Linked DNA regions of Neogale vison: region 2 is linked to region 1. Evidence: chromatin contacts called from public Hi-C data. All regions are on one chromosome and are shown on one strand. Each heading gives the region's core, a stretch centred on a gene start, on an enhancer-like site or on the middle of the called end of the contact. The rest is flanking DNA. Distances are from core to core; before and after follow the strand shown.

Region 1 (2,952 bases), core at 272-2,771:
GCACGACACCCTTGTCCTCAAATATGTCCTGGATATAGTCCCCTGGGCCTGATCAGAGCTCACAGGAGACAACAGTGACTGACCTGCAAGTAACTCTCTTCTACACAATTTCTGGTCTGTTTAGAGCATTTACGCCACCCTGTGCTGAGGCTGGGGCTACTTTTTCTTGCCTTTCCTAAGAGAGTTAATGCCAGTTTATGTGAAGGATGGACCATCAGTCCTAGGGTCTCAAGTCCTAGTCTCTATTTCTCCTAATAGAGATACTAGAAAGTCTTTCAAAATTCCCTGATGGACAAGTCAATTAGGCCCCCTCCCTGATTTTTTTTTTTTTTTTTTAAATAACGTTTGGGGGCTCTCGGGTGGCCCAGTCAGTTAAGCAACCGACTTGATTTCAGCTCAGCTCATGATCTCAGGGTAGTGGAATCTAGCCCCGCATCCCCGCATCCTTGAACCCGGTTTCAAGCTGGGTGCAGCATCTGCTTGGGATTCTCTCTCTTTCCCTTTGACCACTCCCCAAAATAAATAAAATCTTTAAAAAAATGTTTGTAGTTTTTTCTCATCACAAAGTAGTACATACCAAATGTGGAAAATGGAGACAAAGGAAGTATGCAGAGAGAATAAAATACCGCTCTAATCCCACCCTCCAGGGACAATGGACCATGGTTGCCCGGGGTCTCAGGCCTACTTTCCGCTGGAAGGAGGGACACGACCGCCCCCATAAGAGACGAGCCCCCTATCCAGAGTCTTCCTGGCAGGTCCTGAAGCAGCCCAGACTCAGGAGCAGTGAGCTGTTGGTGCCTTTTGGGGGAATGACCCTGTGTCCCTGCAGCGCGTGGCGAGGAAGAGACGGGGATGCAGGATGCCGGCCTGGGCGATGCCGCTGGGGGCCGCCAGGTGGCAGGCGTGCGCCGCGGCCACGTTCCCGGCCGCGCTGCCGTCCCTTGTCGCACCCGCAGTAGGGCGGTCCCATTGGGGCGGGTGGGAGCGCCAGTGGGTGGTGGCCGTGTCTGCCAAGGACTGAGGAAACCCATGGGCACTGAGCCTACCGGAGGCGGCCGTGGGCAGTACCACTGTGTCATCAACAGCCCAAAAAGGTGTTGTTTTTTCCCTGCTTTACCGATGAGGGGAATGTGGTAATTGCCCAAGGGCAGGCAGTGGTGGATGGGGGACAAAACCCAGGTGTCCGGACTCAGAGCCTCTCCCAGCCCTTGGGCATGTACCACAGGCCTGCAGTGCCTGCCTGCTTGGGGAACCTGGGAAGTGCCCTGCTGATAGTTTGAGGCATTCAGGTCATGGCTCACCCCTCCCTGCTGCCCCCAGCACACCCAGCCCGGGCCCTGTTCCTGTAAGAGCCTAGGAAGGGACAGTCCTCTCCCCTCTGTGTCGTCTGTGGACAGGCTTGGCTGGGGGGCCCCCAGGACCGGGATGAGAGTGGGTGAGGAGGGAGGGGGAGCAGCCAACAAGCAGGGGCCTGTTTCCTGACTGGTCTGACCCTGGCTGTCCCTGCGGAGGCCCCAGCAAACGGAGCAAGGTCATCCAGGGCGAAATTCCAGCCTGAGCCCTGAGCAGGAACTTCGGTTTTGCTGATAAGGCTCAAGAAGCGACACCAAGTGGCCTCCCCACACCCCCACCCTGTCAGCACCTCCACTCCTGTGAAGCCTCTGCTGCAGACAGTCTGCCTCGGAAAGAGACAAAGATAGACCCTTGGGCAGATAAGGAGAGAGACCGCCGGGGATAGACGGGTCAAGGAGCACAGAGGAAGAAGACCAGGGAGGGACCAGGCGGTGCCATAACTGAGGCTGGGGATCTGGAGCCCCAGAGGCTGGAAATGCTGCCGGGGTTGTGCCTGCTAAGGCTGCAACTGGGAGGTGGAGAAAGATGGGATCATGGCTGAAACGGGAGAGGTTGGGGTATGGGAAGAAAATGGATTGGGCTGGCCGCTCTGTACCCCTCAGCCTGGTTCCTAATGTACGCAGACCTGGCACTCGTGGGTGGGGGAGACGGAGGAGTCCGCATGGGGCACAGTCTCTAGGCTCCAGGAGGCCAGGCCGGAGAGGTTGGGATGAGGGCCCTTTGCCAGGGGAGGGGCGGAAGCAGTGGGGCCCGGATCCCTTACTGGAGGCCGCTGACTTGGGACTTTGTCCCTGCACACTCTGTGCAGAATATGTGCACCCAGCACTGGCTGTTTGGCTTGGCAAGTGAGCAAGGTGTAAACTCACAGCTGGCCTGGGGGCACCCAGTCCTGGAATGCAGCTGAGTCAGTCACAACTGCTTCCCGCACCCCCTGGGGGCAAGGGCTCGAGTGGCACACACAGTCCTATCCGCACAGGTACGGTACAGACGCCGCGTATGGCTGAGTCACAGCTGCCTCCTTGGAGAGCACGTGCCTGCACGCACAGGCTCACAGGTGCCCGCAGATGCCGCTGAGCCCCGATCCTGAGTCACAGGCAGCGTGGAACCCTGAGGAGGGTGCTGAGAGTATGTTCTGCCGTCCCCATTTCTACATAGATACCCACATATACTTGCACACACACACACATGCCCACCACACATCCTGCTGTGCCTGGCCCGTCATACGAGGGGATCAGTAACTCTATGGGGAATGAATCAGTGAGGGACCGAAAGAATGAATAAGCAGGTACGTGCGAATGTGAGTGACGCTCACACTGCTTGGATAGGTAAAATTGGTTGGGGCAGCGCAGCAGGGTGGGTCCCTAGTCTATGTCTGTAGGGAGTTGTCTTGCTCCAAATATAGCCTCCGTGGGCGGCAGGGAGCCAGGGCTGCCTCCCAAACTGTGACTTCACTGGGCCTCAGGCCCAGCCTCTGAGGAGCTGGAGAAAATTAACAGAGAAGAGGCCCCAGCTTTCTGCAGCCCAGGCTGAGCTGTGACACTGGAGTTAGTGGTGACAGTGTACTCTGGAAATGTCACTTGCTCAGGGGCTTGAGCTATA
Region 2 (2,952 bases), core at 247-2,746, 510 kb after region 1:
GAAATATCCACGCCTCGCCCAAATCTGCAGTGCTTGCTTGCCAGGCCAAGTTAGGACTTTACTGCTTCCTACTTTGGTGTGACTTTGGTCAAATTCCTCCCTCTCTGAACTTAAATTTCCTACTTGGTGAAATAAGAACAGTACTGTCAACCTTCCGACCCTAACTCAAGGGTAGGCGTTAGGGTCAAAGATCAGGAGGTGGCTGTTTTCTGTAAACTCTACAGCGATTAACATACGTGGAGCATTAGTGTGCTCCTGGGCAGTAAATCCTCACGTTTTCAATGGGTGAATGAAGGGGCGCCTCCATGGCTCAGTCATTGGGTGTCTGCCTTTGGCTCTGGTTATGATCCCAAGATCCTGGGATCCAGCTCCACATTGGGCTCCCTGCTGAATGGGAAGCCTGCTTCTCCCTCTCCCTTTCCCACTCCCCACTGCTTGTGTTCCCTCTATCCCTATGTCTTTCTCTGTCAAATAAATAAAAACTTTTAAAAAAACAACAACAGGGGTGCCTGGGTGGCTCAGCGGGTTAAAGCCTCTGCCTTAAGTTCAGGTCATGATCTCCCCGTGTCCTGGGATGGAGCCTGGCATCAGGCTCTTTGCTCAGCGGGGAGCCTGCTTCCTCCTCTCTTTCTGCCAGCCTCTCTGCCTACTTGTGATCGCTGTGTGAAATAAATAAATAAAATCTTTAAAAACAACAAACAATGGGTGAATGAAATCTCCGAGGGCATCAAGGCAAACTCTCAGGTTGTACCCTTGTGAGGAATAACTGTATTACAAGGGGGGAGGGTGAGGAACGAAACAGCATTGTCCATTCTAATTTTGGTTATTCCCTTATTTCCAAATAGGCAATTCAATTCTGAAACTTCAGATAATTCTCCCCTCCAAATCCCAATTCTCAAATCAGCCTTTCCGAGACTTGCCCCTATTGCGAAATCTTACTAGCCCATCCCAGAACTTTGGAGTCTCAGCCTCTCTGGGGGTGCTGGCGAGCCCCACTCCTCTAGTCTCTGCTGGGTGTCCTGCCCCTGCGGCTCCGGGGGAGTCTGGGGTCGCGTCCAGGTCAGGAGCCTAGCCGGCAGGGGGCGCGGTCCACTCGAGGCCACCGCTCCCGAGGGCCGGGGCTCCGGATATCCCCGTGGTACCCCCCGCTGACTCTCGCAGTTCTGTGCCAGTAGGCCTCGCACTCTGGGTTGCACAGGTCCTGAGTAAGGACCCCAAGAGGTGGTATCGGCTCTACTTCGCCCTGGTTTATATTCTGAAGTTTGTGCCCTGGGAGTTAGGGTTGTGACAGTTCCTACAACAACCTTTGGAGCTCCGGTCTGAGTCTTCTGGTACGAGGGACCCCCACCCCTCCACCCCCAAACCTTGGGACAAGCAATGCGCGCGCTACAGAGCAGAAGCCCGCGCGCGCCCGAAGAATGGGAGGGTGCAAGGGCAGCTCAGGCCCCGCCCCCTGTGCTCCTATAAAGCCGAGGAACCAGAGCCGGCCAGTCAGTGGTTTCTTGGTGACATTAGGCGGAACAACTCGAGAGCCTTGCAACCTCTGGTTTCTCATCGCAGCTTGGACGCTAGGGTTTTCCCAGTGCCAGAGCGACGTCTCAGACTTTATATTCTCCCAGATCTTGGCAGATCACCCCATCAGCAGGTAGGCGCCGCAGGCTGGGCGGATACGCTGTGTGGCGGGGGGCGCGGGGAGGACGGACTTTTGAGTACTGGAGTCGAGGAGTGTAGTGGGTGAGGGTTACAACCCATTTTGTAAGGTTCTCTGTGGATTGCGTCCCATACACTGGGCCCAGCCGTGCACACCATTGGAACTGCAGAGACCCAGTCCTTCCTACTGTGCCACCCAAATTCCCAGAAGTCGAGCAGGAAATCTCTGGGAGGGAGCCTGGCTCTGGGCAGAGGCCTCCCCTCCGGGGCCGTCACCCGCCCGGCGGGTGCAAATGCCGCTGGCGCCTCTCTGCGCCCGGGCGAGATAAGCGTCTGAGCCAGGCGGAGCGCAAGCTGAGTCGGCCAGCGCCCCCCACCCCCGCCCTCTGTGCCCCGCCCGGGCCCTGCTGCTGGTGGGGTGCTCACGCTCGGTCCCTGTCTCTCCTTCCAGGGTCTGCGCATCGCCGCCAGCATGAAGTTGGTTCCCGTCGCCCTCATGTACCTGGGCTCCCTCGCCTTCTTGGGCGCGGACACCGCACGGCTCGACGTGGCGTCAGAGTTCCGAAAGAAGTGAGTCGCAGATAGCTCCGTCTCCAATCCTTGCACCTGGGAGACGAGGGAAACTGGCTATTTGCCCCGAGTTGGAAGTAGATAGGAGTCGGTCGGGACCGGGACCTCGCCTGGATGCATGCGAATCGAGTCTGTCTGTGTTTTCTAGGTGGAATAAGTGGGCTCTCAGTCGCGGGAAGAGGGAACTTCGGGTGTCCAGCAACTATGCCACCGGGCTCACGGACGTGAAGGCCGGGCCTGCCCAGAATCTCATTCGGCCCCAGGACGTGAAGGGCGCCTCTCGCAACCCCCAGGCCAGGTAACTATGCCCTGCACTGAAGCTGGGTGGGCACGGGGAAATCTCCTCCACTACCCTGGCCCTAGGGGATCGTCAGGGCTGTCTGGCGGTTCAGACGGCGGTAGCAGTTTCCAGTCCCCTCTGGTCCTTGAATGGCTCGGATTCTTTGTGGCTGGGGCCAAAGCCCTGTTTGATAGGGGTCTCATGTTACCTTCCTTCCCTTTCCCAGCAGTCCGGACGCTGCCCGCATCCGAGTCAAACGCTACCGCCAGAGTATGAACAATTTCCAGGGCCTGCGGAGCTTCGGTTGCCGTTTCGGCACATGCACCGTGCAGAAACTGGCGCACCAGATCTACCAGTTCACGGACAAGGACAAGGACGGCGTCGCCCCCAGGAGCAAGATTAGCCCCCAGGGGTACGGCCGCCGGCGCCGGCGCTCGCTGCCTGTGACCGGC

Evidence for each region. A called contact is a pair of places that touch in the nucleus more often than the background predicts.
Region 2: a contact with region 1 is called in a Hi-C map of muscle, with 5 times the contacts expected there. The contact joins the promoter of ADM here to the enhancer-like site in region 1. A contact is called at or near these places in 2 of 3 Hi-C or Micro-C datasets (muscle and tongue).

What each region holds. Positions count from the first base shown.
Region 1 is chr7:157,911,515-157,914,466 of ASM_NN_V1, forward strand. No RefSeq gene overlaps it. Among named protein-coding and RNA genes, the nearest start is that of SWAP70, 74 kb to the left of the region's middle. Within about 2 kb of position 1,522, the one cell type or tissue checked has open chromatin away from gene starts, as enhancers often do.
Region 2 is chr7:158,422,857-158,425,808 of ASM_NN_V1, forward strand. It overlaps ADM (pro-adrenomedullin), which reads left to right and starts at 1,497. Exons shown (of 4, transcript XM_044258815.1): 1 at 1,497-1,645; 2 at 2,102-2,220; 3 at 2,369-2,518; 4 at 2,730-2,952. The coding sequence starts at 2,123.